Linked DNA regions of Mus musculus: regions 1, 3, 4, 5, 6 and 7 are each linked to region 2. The links are chromatin contacts, called in public Micro-C and promoter capture Hi-C maps. All regions are on one chromosome and are shown on one strand. Each heading gives the region's core, a stretch centred on a gene start, on an enhancer-like site or on the middle of the called end of the contact. The rest is flanking DNA. Distances are from core to core; before and after follow the strand shown.

Region 1 (2,700 bases), core at 106-2,605, 3.2 Mb after region 2:
AAAGTGACCCTCAAAAAAGAAAATTAAAAGCATGGTTGGTAGGTATCTCTCTCCCAATCAACCTCCAGAATGGTCTTTAGTGTAGATTTCTGCTTGCTTATATAGCATCCAAGGTTGCTGCATTTGCCATCTGTGAGATGCCAGAACAGTGCCTCACACAGTAAGCACAAGTGTCTGCTAGTTATTTTTAAACAGTTTAATAGTCTGCACTCACTGTAGAAAAGGATAAGTCCTCTGGTAACTGCTTTCCCAGCTTAAACTTTCCCAATACATTATGCTTTTATGCCTCTCTCTCTCTCTCTCTCTCTCTCTCTCTCTCTCTCTCTCTCACACACACACACACACACACACACACACACACACAAACGCACTTCCAGTTTTTCGACGACTTGGTATCTACTATTTCTGTGTGAATTTTTATTTTGTGCAGACTACCTTCCCCGGTGTCTTTCACAGACTTTACTTAATTTCTTTCAACTCTGTGTAAGCTCTAAATGCCTGTACTGCTTCTTCAGTTGCAACCACCACTGTGGACTATATTTTGCTTATATATTTATTGCCTTGCCCTAACAGGCAGTAAGTATTTGGAACGAAGGGATTCTATTTTACTTATTCTAAGCTCCTGATTAAAACGCACAGAGAACTCCTAGTTTATTATTTGTTAAATAAGACTTTTATTTGTTTGTTTGATTGTTTGTTTGTCTTGAGACAGGGTCTTTCTCTATAGTCCCTGGCTGTCCTAGAACTCCCTATGTAGAACAAAGTTGGTCTCAAATTACTAATACTTGCCTGCCTCTACCTCCTGAGTGCTAAAAATTAAAGGTGTGAGCCACCATATCTAGCAAGACATTAAAAAACAAAACAAATTAAAAAACCCTCCAAACACATGGAAAGTATAGGTTACAAATAGAAAAGGTGTAATTAGGAATAATTTATGATGAAGAAAGAAATTCTCATTTAAGCAGAAAAAAAAAAAAAAAAAGCCTGGAGAATATCAGTTTATCTTGTAAGTGGGCCAAGGGACAGCAGAGACTATTCCGTTAAAGGAACCTGGCTTTTGAACCACAGTTGTCTGATTGCTTTAGAAGGAAATTAATGTGCCACCTTTTTCTACCTCGGTGTCTAGTGGAAGGAATTTTATTCCACTCTACATTTTCCTGCTGCCTCGGTAAAGATTAAGGGCCAGAAACTCTTTCCTGTTAATCTCCGCCTAGCTAAACGCCTGGGCACCAGCATCACCTTGCAGAGCACTTGCTGGGTAGCCACAGGGCCCAGGCCCCCGCTCGCCCCTCCCGGCGGTCACGTGCGCGAGGATGCGAAAGCGGGCTCGCCATCCTCTTGCCGGCCCGCTCCTCCTCCTCCTGCCGAGGCTGTGCACCGCAGACGGCGCGAGGGGGAGCGAGCGAGCGGGCGCGGCCGGGTTCCGCAGCCCTGGCGCCCGCCGCCTCCCGCAGCCCCGCAATATGCCTCCGTGGCTCCCTGGCTCTTCGCCATGGCGAGGCTCTGCCGTCGCGTCCCCTGCGCCCTGCTCCTCGGCCTGGCCGCTGTGCTGCTGAAGGCGCGGCTGGTCCCCGCGGCCGCTAGAGCCGAACTCAGTCGCTCCGACCTCAGCCTCATCCAGCAGCAGCAGCAGCAGCAGCTGCAAGAGCAAAAGCAGCGGGAGGAGGCAGAGGAGGGGAGGCCGGAGGTGCCTGGGGCATCCTCTACTTTGGTGGCTCCAGGTACGTCTCGGTAGCCCAGCCCTGCTTTACTTCTTCTGTGCCAGCGATCGCATCAGGCTTCCCGGGATTCTTAGCTCCTTTCTCGTCTCCGCTTAGCCTATCTTTGCTGGTCTCAATTCCTTCGCGTCTTCCCAGGTTGCCCGTTCGGCCTTTAGCTCTTTGCTCGGGTGGGAAATCTTTCCCGCAGAGCACTGCAGTGGGCTTCAGAAGGGTCGGGGGCTGGGGGTGGGGTGGGGGTGGACGGTAAGGATGGTCAAGATGGGTGCCTGTTTCCACTATTCCACTAATCTTATTTTCCCTCTTCTTTCTACACACACACACACACACACACACACACACACACACACACACACACATACACACACACACACACACACACACACGCTCTCAAATCCCTTTAGCATTCTCTTCTCTATCCTCTCCTAGATACTGAGCAAACCGTCTTGCCATGTACACCCACACAGCGTTTGCACTGTTTCTCCCTGCCTGCTGTATTTAAATTTAGAACCGGGGAAGTGGGGGGGGGGGCGGGATCTCTATTTCTTTATATTTCTCTTCTTACCCCAGGAAAGATCCAAGGCGGCTTGCAAAAACAGGGAAAAAATGCATTTGCTACAATAAGATGAAAGAAAAAAAAATGAAACAGGAGTTTGTAGTTGAAGGAAGGGATGTGGGAGGGAGACAGGTAGCTTGGAGTGGTGTTTGGGTAGCATAACCAGCCCCTCCCCCTGAGGGGAATCTCCTTGTAGTGGAACTTAAATGAGCCATCTCTTGACTCATTCGGTAAAGGGTGATGAGATACGGGTGTAATTTATATGACCATCACAGTCCTCTATTTTCTGTTTCCCTCTCCCTCAGGTAAAGCTCTCCGAAGAGCAAAGAGCTGGGTTATCCGTTTAAATAGCTTTTACCCAGCCCACAATCCACTTAGTTACCTTTTACATTTTAAATTCTGTCTGGGCTTTGGGGGAAAAAAGGG
Region 2 (2,700 bases), core at 79-2,578:
AAGAATCTTCAGGATACTCACAAGCAACCTATATCCTTTTGATATGGTCAAAAGTATATTTCACGATATATAGATAGATAGATAGATACACACACACACACACACACATATATAATTTTATAAACAAGATTATTAAAGAAAAGACACAGATACACAGAACCCCGCAAGGATGGACTGGTATAAAGTGTACCAAAAGGAAACTTTTTCTCTTTACCAAATTCAGTGAGGCTTAAAATAAATGGATTTGAGGTTGTTTCCCTCTAAGGTAAATTAATGGCAATCCTTTTCCACCTTTAGATCTACTTTTCTTCACTTCGATACAGCCTTCCACTCCCTAATCTGAAGACACTCAGATTTTCAATGGGTCCACTGTCTAGTTGCTCAAATCCTCGTACTATGTTGCGAAGGAGATAGCAACGGGAGCACACTCGGTCTTTATTTTATACAGCCATTGTACTTTAAGGAATGGTGCTTTGGTGCTAATCAGATAGGGTTGGGAAAACTAAAATGAGGAGGAGTAGGGAGTAAAGGTGGTTATTCCTGTTCTAGTGACTCACAGCCTACAAGTATTTCAGACGAAAACCGGTTCCACCCTCACTTCCCCCTCCGGTCCATCTTCAAAATGAAATTATCCCAAACGTCAACACGCTGTCGTGGGGGTGAGGGGCTTGATTCAGGGAACGAAAAATCAAGTGGCCAAGTGGGGACCAGAGGGTCGATCGCCGCATTCCCACACTCGCAAGCCAAGAACCCCGGGCCCGTTCGCCGCAGCCCGGGAAGGCCGCGCGCCCTCCTTTCCTCCCCGCAAACCAGAGCGCCGCGGCGGCCATGCGCGGCCCGGCCGGTTCCCGCCGCCGGGAGCCGGGAAATGGCTCCCGCCTGCCCGCCCCGCGGCTCACTCTAGGCCGCGGCGCATCCCGGAGGCCCCGCGCGAGCAGGCCGAGCTGGCGCCCGCGGCCTTTTCCCCCGCCGCACCCCGCCCGGCCTCGCCGGCCCGTGCGCACCTTCTTGATGTTGTAGAGGCGCGTGAGCATGCCGACGCCCCGGTCGTTGAGGATGGTGAGCTTCTCCGCCAGCTTCTGCTGACTGGGCTGCAGCACGGAGCGCGACATGGTGCGGCCGCCGCCGCCGCCACCGCCGCCGGGCGCGCTACTCCCCGGCTCGCCGCCTCCCTCAGGCCCGCCCGCCTGCCCGCCCGCGACCTCCGCCTCAGCGCGGCGCGCCCATGCCGTGCGCCCACCCGCGCCGTGACACAGCAGCCGCGGCGCTCGCTTCCGCCCGCCGCCCTTCCGCCTCCACCCGCGGCGCTCTCCGCCCCAGTACACCCCCCACTCCCGGGCCGCCTTTCCCGGCTCCTCCGCTAGGTGTGGCGGCGGCGGCGGCGGCTGAGAACGAGTCGGCTTCCCGCAGCCGGGACCGGCGCTCGGTCACCTGATCGGCCGCGCCGGCGCCCCCGCGAGGCCGCCGGGAGAACTGCGGCCGGAGCCCGGGGTCCGGAGCGCCCCGCCCCGCCTCCTCCGCTCCGGGGACCCCCAAGCCGCGGTCCTGGACTTCCCCCGAAGTTGTCCCCGCTCCCCACGCCCCAGGGCCCGCACCGCCGTGGGGACGGGGACGGTGTGTTTCGGGAGACTTTGGCCCCGAGAGGAGCCTGGCGGCTCCGAGCTTGTTTTCCTCCCACGCCTTGACAGACGCTCCAGGGAGAACGCGGCAGATGTGTGCTCCGCACGGCGGGCAGCGCCTCGCCACCTCCCGGTGCTCGCTCCCGCCTCCAGCTGGCTTCGGAGGAAGGAGGTCGGAAGTAAGGGCAGCTCGAGTTCCTTAGATTATTATGAAGGGACTTATCATGGACCAGCACCCATCCGGAGGAGACACGAATAGGCTCTGGCATGTGGTAAGCAAAATAAAAAAGCAAAATAAAAAACAAAACAAATTTTGTTCCGAGTAAGAGGGTTCGCTCCCAGCCTCCACCATAAATCCCAATCGTTTCTGGAATTCTACTTTTCCACCCCATCACCAACCAAATATTGTTTGTCATCATCTCACTCCGTGTCCACTCCTCATCACACAGGGTTTCAAACTGGAACAAATTGTGTCTCCATGTGAATGACTACAATGAAAACTTGCACTCCAGGGGACTTGGGATATTTGGGGCTTTACCTAATATAGTCTAATTGTGTATCGTATTCATGAATTTAAATCAATCAACCCACCACCTTCTATAACAAGGCATTCTGAAGTTAGTAAGAAAATGGATTCACAGGCGGACAGTGGTGTTGCACACCTTTAATCCCAGCACTTGGGAGGCAGAGACAGACAGATTTCTGAGTTCGAGGCCAGCCTGGTCTACAGAGTGAGTTCCAGGACAGCCAGGACTATACAGAGAAACCAGTATTGAAAAACCAAAAAAAAAAAAAAAAAAAAAAATGGATTCACCAAAGCAACTTTGTAGTGAAATGTAACAAATTGTTTCTAAGACATTTTAAAAAGCTACTGTAGCGCCTAGTCTTCCAGAACTCTACCAGAGAGTATACAGAATTCCTTAAGGGCTGTTTAATACTCCTGGTGAAGGCTGGGCATGGTGGCACATGCCTTTCTTCTCAGCACTTGGGAGGCAGAGGTAGGCCAGGACTATACAGAGAAACTCTGTCTCTAAAGACTTCTGACACTCAGGGGGCAGAGGTGGGCAGCCAGAGGTACACA
Region 3 (2,700 bases), core at 7-2,506, 3.9 Mb before region 2:
CCCCCTTATCCTTTTAGTATGATAAACCTTTCAAACAACACAAAACTCGAATTTTATGGTAAGTGTCAGATGCCCTCCACAGTTGAACTATCATTACTGAACTCTATGTGATTTGTTGAATATTCAGCTCGTCGATTCCCCAAGTGGACATCCCGATCACCCTATTCAGTCAGCCTTCCTGGAAGGATAAGCCAGGGATTTCACTACCTCAATACTGACTCTGCTTTATGCAAAGTAATTGGAATTTGCAAAACTTTCTAAATCTAAAAGTTGTCAAGTGTGTAAGGACGCCCTTCCAAGTGAGATTAAAAAAAAATTAAGAGAAATCCTTTTAAAAACAAAACAAAAATAGGATGCACGATACCTTCTTAACATTTTTCTTCTTAACCTCTTCTTTCCTGTGTGTGTGTGTGTGTGTGTGTGTGTGAGAGAGAGAGAGAGAGAGAGAGAGAGAGAAAGAGAGAGAGAGAGAAGGGGGGTCTGTCTGGCCTAGAAGTCACTGCGTAGACCAGGCAGGCTTGGAACTAACAGAACTCATCTGCCTTCCTCTGCTTCCTAAATGCTGGTATTAAAGGCATACATCGTGATGTATGACATTAAAAGAAAAAAAAATGTGTGTGTGTGTGGGGGGGGGGCCGGGGGGGGGATGCGTGTAACATGGCCCATGTGTAAATGAGGTTCTTTCCTTCCACTGTGTGAGGCCCCCAGGACAGTACTGGTCAAGCTCCCGGAGGCAAGCGCTTTACTTGGAAAGCTATCTTGCCAACCCTAGTTCCATAAGACCTTGTTGGAGGACCTCTCTGGCCTGCATACTACTTTCTTAAAAGAAGGATGTAGCCCAGGCTGGCCTTTGGTCCTTCCTGCCTCAGCCTCTAGAGTGCTGGGATTACAGGGCCTTGCCATTGCTCCAGCTTTTCCTAGGAGGTAACTTCCTACTTCCCCGGAGTGTGAGCACTGGAAGCTCCAAGAAATGAGCAACCCTTGATTTTATTGAAAAAGATCCGAAGGAGGCGAGGCCTTCGGCAGCCGCCTTGTGCAGGATGCCCCGGGAGTTGGTCTGCTGCGGACTGGAGATGTCCGGATGCGGGGCAGCCGGGGAGCGGGGGACCGCGGAGCCGCCCCACGAGGGCGCGCGGCGCAGCCTCGGGCACGCGGCCGTCCCGCAGCCCCGCCGCCGGGGAGGGGTTTCGTGGGCCGAGCCGGCCCCTTTCATCCAGGAAGTGAAAGCGACGTCGGGGTCAATGAAAACAAGCCGGGAAGCCCGAGGGGAAGGAAGGCAGGCGTGCAGGAGGGCAGCGCCGGGGCTCGTGGAGCGGTGGCGGAGCGGGAGGGCGGCGGGCGCTGGGGTCGTCCCGGGGGTCGCCGCGCCGTTCCCGCTGGGGATGTCCGCGCCTCGCGGCCTCCGAGCAGCACGGGGCGCCCGCCGGCCGGGCCTCTGAGGGCCGCCGGGTCGGGGCGGAGGGCTGCGGGCCCGCGCCTCCGCAGCAGCGCGGCCGGCGCCGGGCCAGGAGGATGCGCGGCGCCGGGCTCTGAAGCATGGAGGGGGTTCTGTACAAGTGGACCAACTATCTCACAGGTACGGGGCGGGCGGCGTGGGGCGGCGGGCAGTCGGGCCCTTGGGCACCCCCTGGCAAGCCGCGGCACTCAGTTCCGCGCTCGATGCCCTCCGACCCTTCCACTGCCCCTCGTGGGGCCCATTACGGGCCTCTTCGATTGGGAGTTCGAGACTGCGTACCAGCCTGAGGATGGGACACCACCAAAAACCTGCACTGCCCCTTGTGCCTCGGAAACAGTATCCCATCATCTCTTTTATCCACTGTCTCCTTCATCCACGCTCTATGGACAGCATTTGTAAAGTGTGTGTGTGCATTTGATTTTAAGATTTTTTTTTTTTTTTTTTTTTTTGTATATTCCTTTACATTTTCTTACCACAGGTTTGAAAGTCCACTTGTTGCGGCTGGCTGAGCTCATCAAGTGTGCTTTTGGAAGCTATCCTCAGAGAAGGTTCTTAAGGATTGGTTTTCTGTGAGGTTTGGGAATTTGGGTAATTGTGAGACATAGTGGAAGAAAGCACATTTTTAACACCACGGGAATTCGAGTCATTGTGAGAAATGGTTGGAAGTGCAGCCCAGAAGGAGCGGGCAAGTTTCCCTGGTGGGGTAGTTAGAAGAAAGCTGTTTGTATAGAAATGGGATCAGCAGCAGGGGGCTGTCCCTGCCTGTGATATTGGAAGTCTGGCTTTTAAAACACACCTTAAATCCATACATACTCTGTGATCTTTGTAAGAACTAACACCAAAGGCAGGTGGTATTCATTCAGGACCCCAGTTGGATAGGCCTGGGTGGTTAGCCATTTTGTCCCAGAGGTACTTTCCAACCTCTGAATCCCATGATCTCACTGAACTAGAGGAAAACCGGCGGCTTGAAGGGAATTGTGGGCAGTTCTCAGATTCTTAGTTACAAAGGATGGGCAGTTGTCATCTTGCTGCTGCTCACATACTCTGCCCAGTATTGAGCATCCTGTGATGCACTCAGCTAGTGTTCATCTAACTTGTGGGGAGCTGCAGGCAAACCCTGCTAGGGCTAAATGCTTGGTTGTATCTGGCTAGAGCCAGATTTACGATAGCCAGCGGCTTGATGTTTATAATGCACCGTGTTTTCTGCTCGAATGGAAAACCAAATAATCATGCAAATGACAGTT
Region 4 (2,700 bases), core at 12-2,511, 3.1 Mb after region 2:
ATTCTTAATCAACTTCTGAAGAATAAATAATACAGAAAAGTAAACTGTCACAGTGTTCCACAAAGGCTCCTGTTGAGTTGGGTGACACTCCTAGGGAGAGTGGAACACATGAAGGGAAGTAGATCACTGGGGAAAGCCCTTGAAAGGAATATTGGGTCCCCTGCCCCTAAGTGTCTCTTTTTGCTTTGGTTGCCATCAGATGAACACTGTCCATTTCCCTCATGGTGGCATTAGGGTTCCAAAGTAGTTTTCTGCTTATGAAATTGTTGAAAAACTAATAACTCCCTTCTCTGGAAGGATGATTCTTCTGTTAATCAATGTAGGTAAAACAGTAACCATGCAAAAGAACAGCCATTCATTGTGTGCTTTTTTAAAGTCAGTATTTGGCTGAATAAAAAATAGTAGATTCATTTGCATATCAAAAGCCATACTTTTGGTTTAGTCTACAATATAAACAGAGCCCTGAAGCAAGACTAACCAGGCTGAAATTCTTATCTTGGATTTTACATTTAGCCACCTTTCTTTCTGCGTTTCATCTCAAACAGTGCTAACAGTTAACCATTCGTACCTCAGTGTAGATGTAATGAGTGAAATCGTGTGTGTAAAGTCATTATGGAATTTACCAAACACTTAAACTAACCTTAAATTGGGCTTGGCCCATACTGTTAGGCTAGTTTGACATAGTAAAATAGTGATTTTTTTTTTTCCGGAATCGTTAAGGCAGCCCCCTAAAATTAGTACAGGACTTGAAGAGAAACTAAGGATTTCACCCACTAGGACTCCACGTCTGACGATCTCCAAATGAAACTTTATTTCTTTACGCAACTTCATACTGAAGGTGCTGCATTGCAACCCTGCCCCTCCAGAGGACAAGACAGTAGCTCATAATTGATGCAGCCGCTCCGTGATTACTCAAGATGGTACTGTCCAGTGCTAACTAGATCTAGAACTCTCTACGCCAGGGGTCTATACAAGTGAGGTGAGGAGGCATCACTCGCGGTGCTAATGAAGGACGAAGCCAAGCAAGTGGCAAGCGCCTCACCAAAAGGAGGCGTCACACGCCGCGCCTTTCCCAGTTCCCACGTCTCATCCACGCCCCCTCCCGGCTCGGCGCAGCCGGAGCGCACGCGCAGCTCCACTTCCGGGCGCCTCGCCTCGCGCCCCACAGTGCATAGCGGCGCCGTGCTGTCGCAAAGGCCACATCCGGGCGGCGAATGAGCGAGTCGCTTTCCGTGCGCTGCGGCGGCGGCTGGGTCTTCCTGCTCCCGCCGAGCTGCCGGACGCCCCGACGGTAGCCATCTGCGTCGCAGTCGGCCCGGTGCCCCCCGCCTCCGCGATGCCCCCCAAGAAACAGGCTCAGGCCGGGGGCAGCAAGAAGGCGGAGCAGAAGAAGAAGGAGAAGATCATCGAGGTACGTCCCCTCCCCCTCCCCGCCGCACCGGGCTGGGGCTCGCCGGGCTGCGGAGCGCGGCTCCCCGGGGCCACGTGTCGGCGCCCGGCCCGGTGGGCCCCGACTGAAGTGGTTCTCGCCGCCCCTCATCGCTGTAGTGAGGCCGCTGCGCCCCCGCGCTCGCCGCGTCTCCACCCACGCGCCCGCCGCGCCCACTCGGCCGCCCAGGGACCCCCGGCCCGGCCTTTCGATGCTCACGACTTTCCGCGGCTCCTCGGGCTGTGCCTGAAAAAACAAGCTGAGTGGCGCTCTGGAAGGCCCCTCCTGACTGACCTGACGCCTTGGGTTTGGTTTTTTTCTTTATCAGGCAGTGAGAGGTAGCGCTGTTCATTTTCAAGAGCCAGCGGACTATTTACCACTTTTTTGTTGTTGTTGTTTCTTTTGGTGTTTGGTCCATCTGGAAACTTTCGTGTCAAGAACAGAGGTTTCCCAAAAAGCGTGGCCCAGCGGTTTTGTACAGAATGCTTCGTTCATACATGGAGTCTGAATTAAACGTAGGCTCTGTCACAGTACCTATGTTAAATTGGGAGCTCCCAGTTTACCTACACACACACACACACACACACACACACACACGAGCGTCTTTTAATGCATTGAACTTGTAGGCATTCAGTGAGTGAGGCAAGGTACTGATGTTCTTAAATGTTCCTCAGGTTACAACGATTGTCTACTTGAGTTTCCTTAAGATAGGTAATGAAATTTCACATTCGATAAACGTATTTCTTCCATACTAATCCTCATTTAAAAGTAAATGGTACCTCATAGACTTGGATGTAGTTGGAAGAAAAGATGACTATTTTACAGCATCTGAGTATAAAGTAACCTTTAGTAGGCTCGTTCTTATTAAAATAGCCAGAATGAATGTTTGGGGTTTCGAAATGAGATGTTTGCTTATGATCGTTTTTTTTCAACATTTGATTGTTATAGCCTTGAAAGATAGAAGTGAGAATTCGCCAGGGTTCCTTTATACACGCTAATGAGATTAATCTTTTGTCAGATTGTATGTAGTTAAAGTTGGCTGATTTAATTTAAATAAAATTAATGTGAACACATCTAATAATTTACTGACTGTTGGAGTTCTAAGGTAGAACTGCCGTAGCCAAACATCTGGAAGCAAAACTGTTGCCAAGCAGTGCTGGTGTGTGCCTTTCATCTCAGTAGACAGTTTGCCTGGTCTACAGAATGGCCAGAGCACACAGAGAAACTCTTGTCCAAGGGAAAATAAAAGAAAGAAAAATAATTGTCACCTT
Region 5 (2,700 bases), core at 51-2,550, 3.8 Mb after region 2:
CTTAGCAATAACCTGTGATGCCGCTCTGACAGCCACTTGTTAAGTAGGCACTAGCTCCTTAGATTCTCAGGACAGTCTGTACTGTGGCAAGAGAGACCTGCAGCTGCTTCATCTCAGCATCATAGCTGAAAATCTAATTTAATTCCTCTGCTTAATGAGCTAATCCACTTGCTTATCGTGCCTCTGTTTATGTATTTATGGAGACTCCTTTCACACTCTTCCCCCACAAGTTTCCAGTATAATTGAAGTAACACAACTCTAAGCTTAAGAGTTTAAAAACCATGAAGTAATGTAGAAATCACTACATTTTCTTAACCCTGGGCAGTTGTGGGGTTTATGGTTGGTTGGTTGTTGGTTGGGTTTTTTGTTTGTTTGTTTGTTTGTTTTGTCTTGTTTTTGTTTTCCCCTTACCTTATTTGTAAGACACCCATGATCTTAATACAGTGGAGACAATTCATGAACACCCCCCCCAAAAGAAAAAAACCCAATACAAACAACAACAAAAACAAAGGAAAACCAAAAATGGGGTATTTACACAAATCTAGCAACAAAGAACAATGAAAATTCCATTGGTTCCCTAGTTAGAGGTGTAAATGTCAAAAGAAGCGGAAAGCAAACAGAAGTCCAAGCCGGTGGCTTTTCTTCTTAATCCAACTTTGTGTTCAGCCACACAGGAAGACTCTGGAACCCCATAGTCTTCTGCCATCCCTTCCTTAGAATACTGATTATGTGGAAAATTTAAAGACCCTTCCTGGGGTGCAAATGTTTTCCAGCTGTCAGGACTTGAGCTGGTAGTACAACTAACTTTAAAAAGGCATTGTTTCCTGATTAAGGTATTTGTTCAGAAACTTGCCTTATAGCCCGCTCACATCGTTAATAATTGGTAAATTTATTTTCTAAAGTATCACTGTAAATACTCTTATGCACTAGTAGTACATTTTGTATGCATTCTGGAGTAAGACTCTCTAGTATCCCTTTGTAGACTAAATGAAGCGGTTTCAACATTATTTCAATGCCACTTACTAAATTCTTGTTAGAAACATTGTCATAATACTTAAGAATAGTGCTGAGAATACATACGTTTATTTTGAATAATACACTTACCTGGCACAGCTCCTAAGGAAATTCTGTGGGAATAGTCTCAGGAGGGAGTTTGATTTTCTGAGATACTGCACAAGAGTTTCCCGGAGGCGAGGTGTGGAAAGCTTTGCAATGTGGTCCTGCAGGCAGCGTGAGGTCCAGGCAACAGAGCCCGCCGGTCCTAAGGCAGAAGTGCACGCTGCGAAGAGAGGGCTTGTTCTGAGTAGATGGGGAGTGTTGTCAGATTGTAAGCGATCAGCAGCAGAAGGGAAACATCACAGCTTCCTGTTACATCACCCCGCCCCGCCTGCACTTAGTGTTAGGTTACTTTCTTTCTCAAATAGCTTACCCCAGGAAAGGAGCAGCAACTCCCTTCTCACTCTGACAAGAGCAAGAAGCAGCCTGAACAGACAGAGATCCTTTGCTGTATGAACACATTGTTACCAGCAAAAGCTGGCTGCCTTTCACCTAGACTGAGTTCTGTTAGAACTTGCTGCCTGGGATTTGAAGGCGATCTTGGTGTAAAAGAATCAAAGGAGTTAGGAGTGTGGGTGTGTGTCGAATTAAGGTTCACAGAACAACCAGGAACAATTTATCAGTCACATCTTTTTTTCTTAAATGTGCATGGAATTTTGAGCATCAGAATTACTAATTCGGACTCAATTTTGAGCACTAATATCTGATGCAACTCCACAACCAGTTTTGCATGAGAAGATGAACAGGCTTCGGGCTGTCCTTTCTAGGAGTTCCTGAGTTGTATGTCCTGTAAAGCCAGACTGTGTATAGAGTATGAAATCATTGTACATACTTTTAAATATCTGACATAATTATATCATTTTATATAATCTAAACATTATACTAGTTGTACCTCAAAATAACCTTCAAGGAAAGGTGGCTTTAGTTTAACATGATACTATGAAATAATTTCATACAATAAATGAACTTCAATTTAAAAAAAAGTTTTCCCTCTAAACATAATTATATCATAAAGTAAGAAATCATTGCGTATGATCAGGAAAAAAAGCCTATAAACCTGAAATATACTTGTTAGTTTTATATAATATGATAAATTATGAGATTTGGCAATAATCATAACTCCTGAAGCCAGACAGCACTAAAAGTCACATGATCTTTGCATCAAATGTCTCACGTATAAACTGGAAAGGATGGATAAAATAATATAATTTGTCTGTTTAAACTTTGAATCAACATATTTTATAACATTTAGAAAATGGCAAGTTCTAACTAGCTACTACAATCTTGCTGCTTCACCTTGGAGGAACAGACGAATAGCGAAGCTACTACAACCAAGTAGCAGATGAGGAGCTCAAAGTCCTAGCAGATGAGGAACCGCACTAAAGACACAGGGTGCAGAATCTCTGGATATCGTGTTCCTGAAAGACACCGCCATTTTTAAATGTTTCCTATCTTGATCCATGGAGGAGATTTATTGCAGAATCTTTAATTCTGTATATGGATATAGAATAGGATGCATCCGTTTAGAAATATGGGACATAATTGACCATCTCCATCACTGAAAATGGAAAGTCTGTGTAAGAAGCTGAACTACACAATGTAGTTTTAAGAGACGGCGATAAACTGGGAAGTTACTTTGTGGAC
Region 6 (2,700 bases), core at 52-2,551, 4.1 Mb after region 2:
ACCAAAAGGACTGAGAAAAGACTTTCAGGTGTTTTGCTGTTTCACTCCGGTCAACAGAAAGTATGATTAGAATTTCCTTATCCCTTTAAAGGCCAAACATTACCATATCAGTAAGTTTAACACACACCTTTACAAATCTGTGCCACTAAAACGACTTTTAGTACAAAAAGGAAGGAAGGAAGGAAGGAAGGAAGGAAGGAAGGAAGGAAGGAAGGAAGGAAGGAAGGAAGGGCAACTCAAGTTAACGTAGATCCATTTGTTTTCACAAGGCAAAGCAAAGAGCCTCCTAGGCAGGCAGGCAGGCAGGCAGGCAGGCAGGCGACAGCGGCTCCCACCCACCACCACACCTGGAAAAGTGAAAGAGGGATCCACCCAGGAACTGCAGCGCTGAAACCCTTCTGGGCCGTTCACGTTCAGAAGGAAAAAACAATACCATTGAAACTCGAAAGCTTCCTGCAACTTCCCACTGCCACAAATTCAAAGGTGAGGGGGCTAAAAGTTCCGAAACATGGTAAGAGCCATCTGTACGACCAGCTTCCGACCAGGGCAGAGTCCTTCCCCAACCCACACACAACATGCCCCCCCCCCCAAACAACTTTTTGAGCTCTGAAAAATAAGAGTATGTTAGCTAAATCCAGGGAAAAAAATAATATAAAAGTACACACAAAAAAAGGAATTTACACAACTTCTACCCCTGGTTCCAACCAGCTTCCGGTATTACACCTAGAAGTTTGTTTCCAGGTCTTGTACGTTTTACCTTTTCCTTAACTAAATAAAATACCAAGAAACCTCCAAAGTATTAAAAGTGAAAAAAATAATTGGTTAAAATTCACCGTCAGCACTAACAGGCTTTCTCACCCTTTTAAAAGTCCCTCCAGTTACCATTAAGAAAAAAATTCCACTTGAGTTACCCCTTTCCCAATACACACATTTTTAATAAAAGGAAAAAAATTTAAAAAGCACACACCTCAAATGTGGACTTCTAAAGCCAGTCCTTTAAGAAACAAACCCAAAGCTTCACCAATGTGCTGAGAAAGACAAATCCAGCGAGGTTCGCCGCCTCTTCCTCTTCCTCGTTCCAGGATCTTTCCTGCCTTTCTCCTCTCCCTCCGTGTCTGTCTCGCTCGCTGGCTCTCCCTCCCTCCCTCTTGATCGTCCTCTTTCTCTCTCTCTCTCTCTCCCTTTCCCTCTCTCCCTCTCTCCCTCTCTCTCCCTCTCTCCTTTTCCCCTCAGATCCAACACCTAAAATGGAAGTTGCACCCAGCCAAAGGCAAGGCAGCCTGGGTGGTGACAAACTGATCTGGCAGCCCTACCCTAGCTTTCCTAAGTGATGTCAGCCCCTGCGAGCTTCCAATAGGAACCAGGCATAAATCAGGGAGCTGACCTTATCCAATAGGAAACTTTATTATAGGAAATTAAAAAAAAAAAAGGGAGAGAGAAAGACGAGGAAGTTTTATACATATATATTATATGTATATTTAAAGCGGAGACTATACAATCTCTGAGGAATTACTGCAGATCTGGGGGGAGGTGGGAGGTGCTAAATAACAAAGCATTTTAGAACGGCACGCCTAAGCCTCAGTTCTCTTTGATGAGGGTCTTGTTCCCTTTCCCTACCTATCTGGGTGGGAAAACAGAAAAGAGCTTACTTTCTTTACTTGCTGCGGTTTGGTTTGCTGCTTTCTTCCCCAAAGCGTTTTCCCAAAGGAAGTCAGGAAAGAAGGAAGGAAATCCCAGAAACTGGACTATATGCTGACTGGGATGGTAGGAAATATCTGAGACAAACTCAATTTCATTGTTTTGGCTTAATTGAATTAAAAGCTAATGGAGAAAATAAATGCTTAGACTTCTTAATAGTTTGTTAGCCTTTCTTCTCTAAACTAAAAGGAAGCAGAATCCACTGAGCCCTTGAGGACCAGCACTATCTTCCCATCAAAACAATATGGGTTTGCCTGGGACAATAGGCAGAATCCAATAAACAAAGAGTGTAGACTAGTTAAGAATATCATCGTTAAAATAATTAAGAGAATGCTATTGTTTAGTCAACCCAAAATTACCTGCCTTTTTTATTTGACCTAAATAAAATATTATAGGGGTTTTCCTACGAATTCCTTTAAAGTTTATGAGGGGAAGGGGCTGTGTTTGTTGTTGAATTTTTTTTCTTTGGTGGGGAGGTTGCTTTGTTTTGTTTAAGATAGGATTTCACTCTACCCCAGGCTGGCCTCAAACTCAAAAACCCCATGCCTCCGACTTCTGAGTTATAGGGTTGAAGGTATATTACCACCTGGTAAAACTGGTATTAGTTATTCACTAATTACTAAACGAAGATAATGAGTTAGAAGGTCTCTCCTTATATATTTTTAAATTAGATTTCTTTGTGTGTGCATGAGTGCACATGTACTACAGCAGTCATACTCAGGTCAGAGAACAATTTGCAGGGATCAGTCCTCTCCTTCCTCCATATGGGCCCAGGGGTTAAACTTTGGTCATTATCTTGGTGGTGACCTCTTCTAGCCCTATTTTTAATTTATTTTTATTTTATTTTATTATTTGAGACAGGGTCTAATTATGTAGCCCTGACTGACCTAGAACTCTTGATATCTAGACCAGGCAGGCTGGCTTTGAGCTCACAGAGATACCCCCTGTGTCTGCCTCCTGAGTGCTGGGACAATAGGTGTGTGTTCCTATTGGCTGCTGCAA
Region 7 (2,700 bases), core at 158-2,657, 3.1 Mb after region 2:
GAAAGAGCAACCACAGGGTCTTGTGTATAAGTATCCACACAGGATTTCCTGTCTCTGAGGTGGCTTTTACATAGGTATTAGCCTGTGGCTGATAAGATCTCCCAACAGTTTTGCTGCTTATTTTTTACATTTTAAAAATCAACTTGCTTAACCCAACTAAGGCTATCCACACCCCCACACATGATTACTTATGTTATGAGATGAATGCATGCTGACACTGAGGTGTTTTTTCTGCTGTGTGAGACAGGGATCTTCTTATGTTGACTGGGCTCAGGGGGGCCTACTGCCTCTGTGCTTAGTCTGGGACTGATTTTTAATAACTGTTTTGGGAAAATAGTTCAAATTCTCCACTACTTTACTTGGAAGTATGCAAGGCCTAAGCAATGCATTTATATTTAATCATTTTATCCTATTGACCAAATTCTTCATTCCTTCTTCTTTCTTCGTCTCACCCTTCTCCTCTTCCTCCTCTTCCTTCTTATCTTGCTCCTCCTCTTCCTCTTCCTCCTCCCTTCTGAGACAAGGTCTTACCTGTAGGCCTGGCCAGCCTGGAATTTGCTACACAGACCAGATCCTCCTGCTTCTCACTTCATGGTGCTAGGATTAAAAGCATTTGCCACCACATTAAAAGCATGGATCACCACTCCCGGCCCATTCATCAAATTGTTTAGCACTTGATATACATAGAACACAGGAATACTGAGCAAATTTACAAAAACAAACAAAAAAAAACCAAAAAAAACCAAAACAAAACAAAAAAGACTTATTTTGTGTGTATGGGTGTGACCCACGTACATGCCTGATACACACAGAGGCCAGAAGAAGAATTGGAACTGGAAAGCAAGAAACAGAAAAGAAAAAAGGAAAGGAAGTAAAAGAAAGAAAAGAGAAGATCCAAGCACAGGCTTGAAGTCTTCTGGGTGGATTTGAGAGGCTCATCACCTAAACTTTGCCTTGCAACGTTTTTGTCAGCCAGTGAGATCCAGTTCCACACACCGCATCCGGGAGGAGCTGTGCTAGCCCTCTGGGAGTTTATAATTAAGTTCAGTGTGTGGAGGATGGAAGGGGAGGGAAATGGCATATAATTACAGAGTTCTGTTGGTGAGCGCCTGCCGGGCTAAGTGGCAGAAGTAAGAGAAGCGGATAAAGCTTTCCGCATTCTTAAACAAAAGTCCCTCAGAAGTGCCTGGAGGAACCAGGGAACGGGGTGTGCCTGGTTCTTTTTCTTTTGATTGCAGCCAGTCCCCGGCTTGCAGGGCTTCGGCTGGAGGCGCGCTGCCACTGCCCCCCTGGTCCTTTGGATCTGGGCCGCAGTCCCGGGACAGCCTCGGAGGACCGGCCGCCAGCGCGCACGGAAGTGCGCCCGGCCTTCTCCTGTGGGAGGCCACCGTGAGCGCGACTTCCTCTTTCGGCGGGGCGGCCCGGCCTGGCCGGCTCCTCCTCCTCCCCGGCCTCCTCCCCCAGTCCGGGCTGCTCACGGTTCCGAGGTACTGTGCTCGCCCCGCCACTTCTCAGCGCCAGGCACCGCGCGAGCCAGCGACAGAGCCGGAGTCCCGGGTCGGACACCGCTCCTCCTGGGTGCCGCCCGGCTCAGCTTCGCGCCGCCCGGCCGCCCCGCCGCCCTTGACCGCAAGCGCACAGCACAGCTCGGCAGTTCGGGGGCGCGCAGGCGGCGGGCCGCGGCCACCGAGCACCGGGACAGGGACTGAAGTCTTTCGGCTCTGCGCCCCGCGCGCGCCCCGGCGATGGCTGCTCCCGGGCGCCTGCTGCTACGCCCTCGCCCCGGCGGCCTCCTGCTGCTGCTGCCGGGTCTCCTGCTGCCCCTCGCCGACGCCTTCAACCTGGACGTCGAAAGTCCCGCCGAGTATGCGGGTCCCGAGGGAAGTTACTTCGGATTCGCCGTGGACTTCTTCGAGCCCAGCACGTCCTCGTAAGTGGCCGCGCTCGAGTCCCCAGGCGCCCCCTCCCCCACCGCGCACCCTCAGCGGATCCGCACCCAGCCGCTGGCTCCAGGGTCCTCCCGGCCCCAAACCCGCCTACTCTCTCCATGCCGCGGCTGGCCCAGGTCTGGCATGGATGAAACTTTTGTGGGGATGACCTAACCTGACACTCAGCATCCAGTTTCACCGTGTCCCCAACTTCTTCTGATTGGCTGGGGACAGTGCGAGAGAGCTTTGAAGGAGCTCTGTTAAGCATCCAGGAAAAGTGAGACATCTGTACAGGCTTGTCCTGCGAGACTTTTGGCCATCTCTTGTCATTCCGTAACTTGCTTCACTTGGCCCCAGAATTTTTTTCTTCCGTATCAACCAGTTAGCCTCTTCCTAGTGCTTTTTGCTTTCTGAAATTAGCTCTTCCTTCGTCTGATTCTCTCTCTCTCGCTCTCTCTCTCTCTCTCTCTCGGTTTTTTTCCCACTCCTCTTCTAGACACTCCGATGACTAAAGTGACCAAATTGTTGTATTAATTTGTAAAGGACTATGAGACCTTTGCGCGTTTAAGGTCCACCAGATGAATGGAATGCGTCATCTGCTCCTTTCTAGTCCACTATTTAGGTCATTGTTCAGACAGAGCGAGGGTGTTTGCTGAGTTTTCACTCTCTGCAGGTCACTTCAATGCTGAAGAATACAGCAGGTCACGTAGGCTTTCAAATTACTCACGTCCCGTGTTGCAAAGTTCCTGAGGATTTGTGACGGCTAATGTCG

The links. Promoter capture Hi-C pulls out the DNA fragments that hold promoters and counts their contacts. A called contact is a pair of places that touch in the nucleus more often than the background predicts.
Region 1: a Micro-C map of embryonic stem cells shows a contact between it and region 2, with 8 times the contacts expected there. The contact joins the promoter of Fam171b here to the promoter of Nckap1 in region 2. A contact is called at or near these places in 1 of 39 promoter capture datasets (frontonasal cranial neural crest) and 1 of 484 Hi-C or Micro-C datasets (embryonic stem cells).
Region 3: a promoter capture Hi-C map of pre-B cells shows a contact between it and region 2. The contact joins the promoter of Plekha3 here to the promoter of Nckap1 in region 2. A contact is called at or near these places in 2 of 39 promoter capture datasets (pre-B cells and second pharyngeal arch cranial neural crest).
Region 4: a promoter capture Hi-C map of pre-B cells shows a contact between it and region 2. The contact joins the promoter of Zc3h15 here to the promoter of Nckap1 in region 2. A contact is called at or near these places in 3 of 39 promoter capture datasets (cranial neural crest, maxillary cranial neural crest and pre-B cells).
Region 5: a contact with region 2 is called in a promoter capture Hi-C map of cranial neural crest. The contact joins the promoter of Calcrl here to the promoter of Nckap1 in region 2. A contact is called at or near these places in 2 of 39 promoter capture datasets (cranial neural crest and pre-B cells).
Region 6: a promoter capture Hi-C map of hippocampal neurons shows a contact between it and region 2, with 2.9 times the contacts expected there. The contact joins the promoter of Ctnnd1 here to the promoter of Nckap1 in region 2. A contact is called at or near these places in 3 of 39 promoter capture datasets (cranial neural crest, frontonasal cranial neural crest and hippocampal neurons).
Region 7: a contact with region 2 is called in a promoter capture Hi-C map of liver, with 2.0 times the contacts expected there. The contact joins the promoter of Itgav here to the promoter of Nckap1 in region 2. A contact is called at or near these places in 4 of 39 promoter capture datasets (cranial neural crest, liver, maxillary cranial neural crest and 1 more).

The regions. Positions count from the first base shown.
Region 1 is chr2:83,811,257-83,813,956 of GRCm38.p6, forward strand. Fam171b (family with sequence similarity 171, member B) reads left to right here and starts at 1,356. Exons shown (of 8, transcript NM_175514.3): 1 at 1,356-1,721. The coding sequence starts at 1,493.
Region 2 is chr2:80,579,854-80,582,553 of GRCm38.p6, forward strand. Nckap1 (NCK-associated protein 1) reads right to left here and starts at 1,329. Exons shown (of 31, transcript NM_016965.3): 1 at 1,005-1,329. The coding sequence starts at 1,112. It also overlaps the pseudogene Gm13688.
Region 3 is chr2:76,674,059-76,676,758 of GRCm38.p6, forward strand. It overlaps Plekha3 (pleckstrin homology domain-containing, family A (phosphoinositide binding specific) member 3), which reads left to right and starts at 1,257. Exons shown (of 8, transcript NM_031256.3): 1 at 1,257-1,576. The coding sequence starts at 1,537. Gm39860 (a long non-coding RNA gene) reads left to right here and starts at 1,583. Exons shown (of 2, transcript XR_866494.2): 1 at 1,583-1,792; 2 at 1,935-2,700.
Region 4 is chr2:83,643,317-83,646,016 of GRCm38.p6, forward strand. Zc3h15 (zinc finger CCCH-type containing 15) reads left to right here and starts at 1,262. Exons shown (of 10, transcript NM_026934.3): 1 at 1,262-1,411. The coding sequence starts at 1,337.
Region 5 is chr2:84,423,966-84,426,665 of GRCm38.p6, forward strand. Calcrl (calcitonin receptor-like) reads right to left here and starts at 1,301. Exons shown (of 16, transcript NM_018782.2): 1 at 1,105-1,301.
Region 6 is chr2:84,649,439-84,652,138 of GRCm38.p6, forward strand. Ctnnd1 (catenin (cadherin associated protein), delta 1) reads right to left here and starts at 1,302. Exons shown (of 19, transcript NM_001085450.1): 1 at 968-1,302.
Region 7 is chr2:83,722,990-83,725,689 of GRCm38.p6, forward strand. Itgav (integrin alpha V) reads left to right here and starts at 1,408. Exons shown (of 30, transcript NM_008402.3): 1 at 1,408-1,930. The coding sequence starts at 1,746.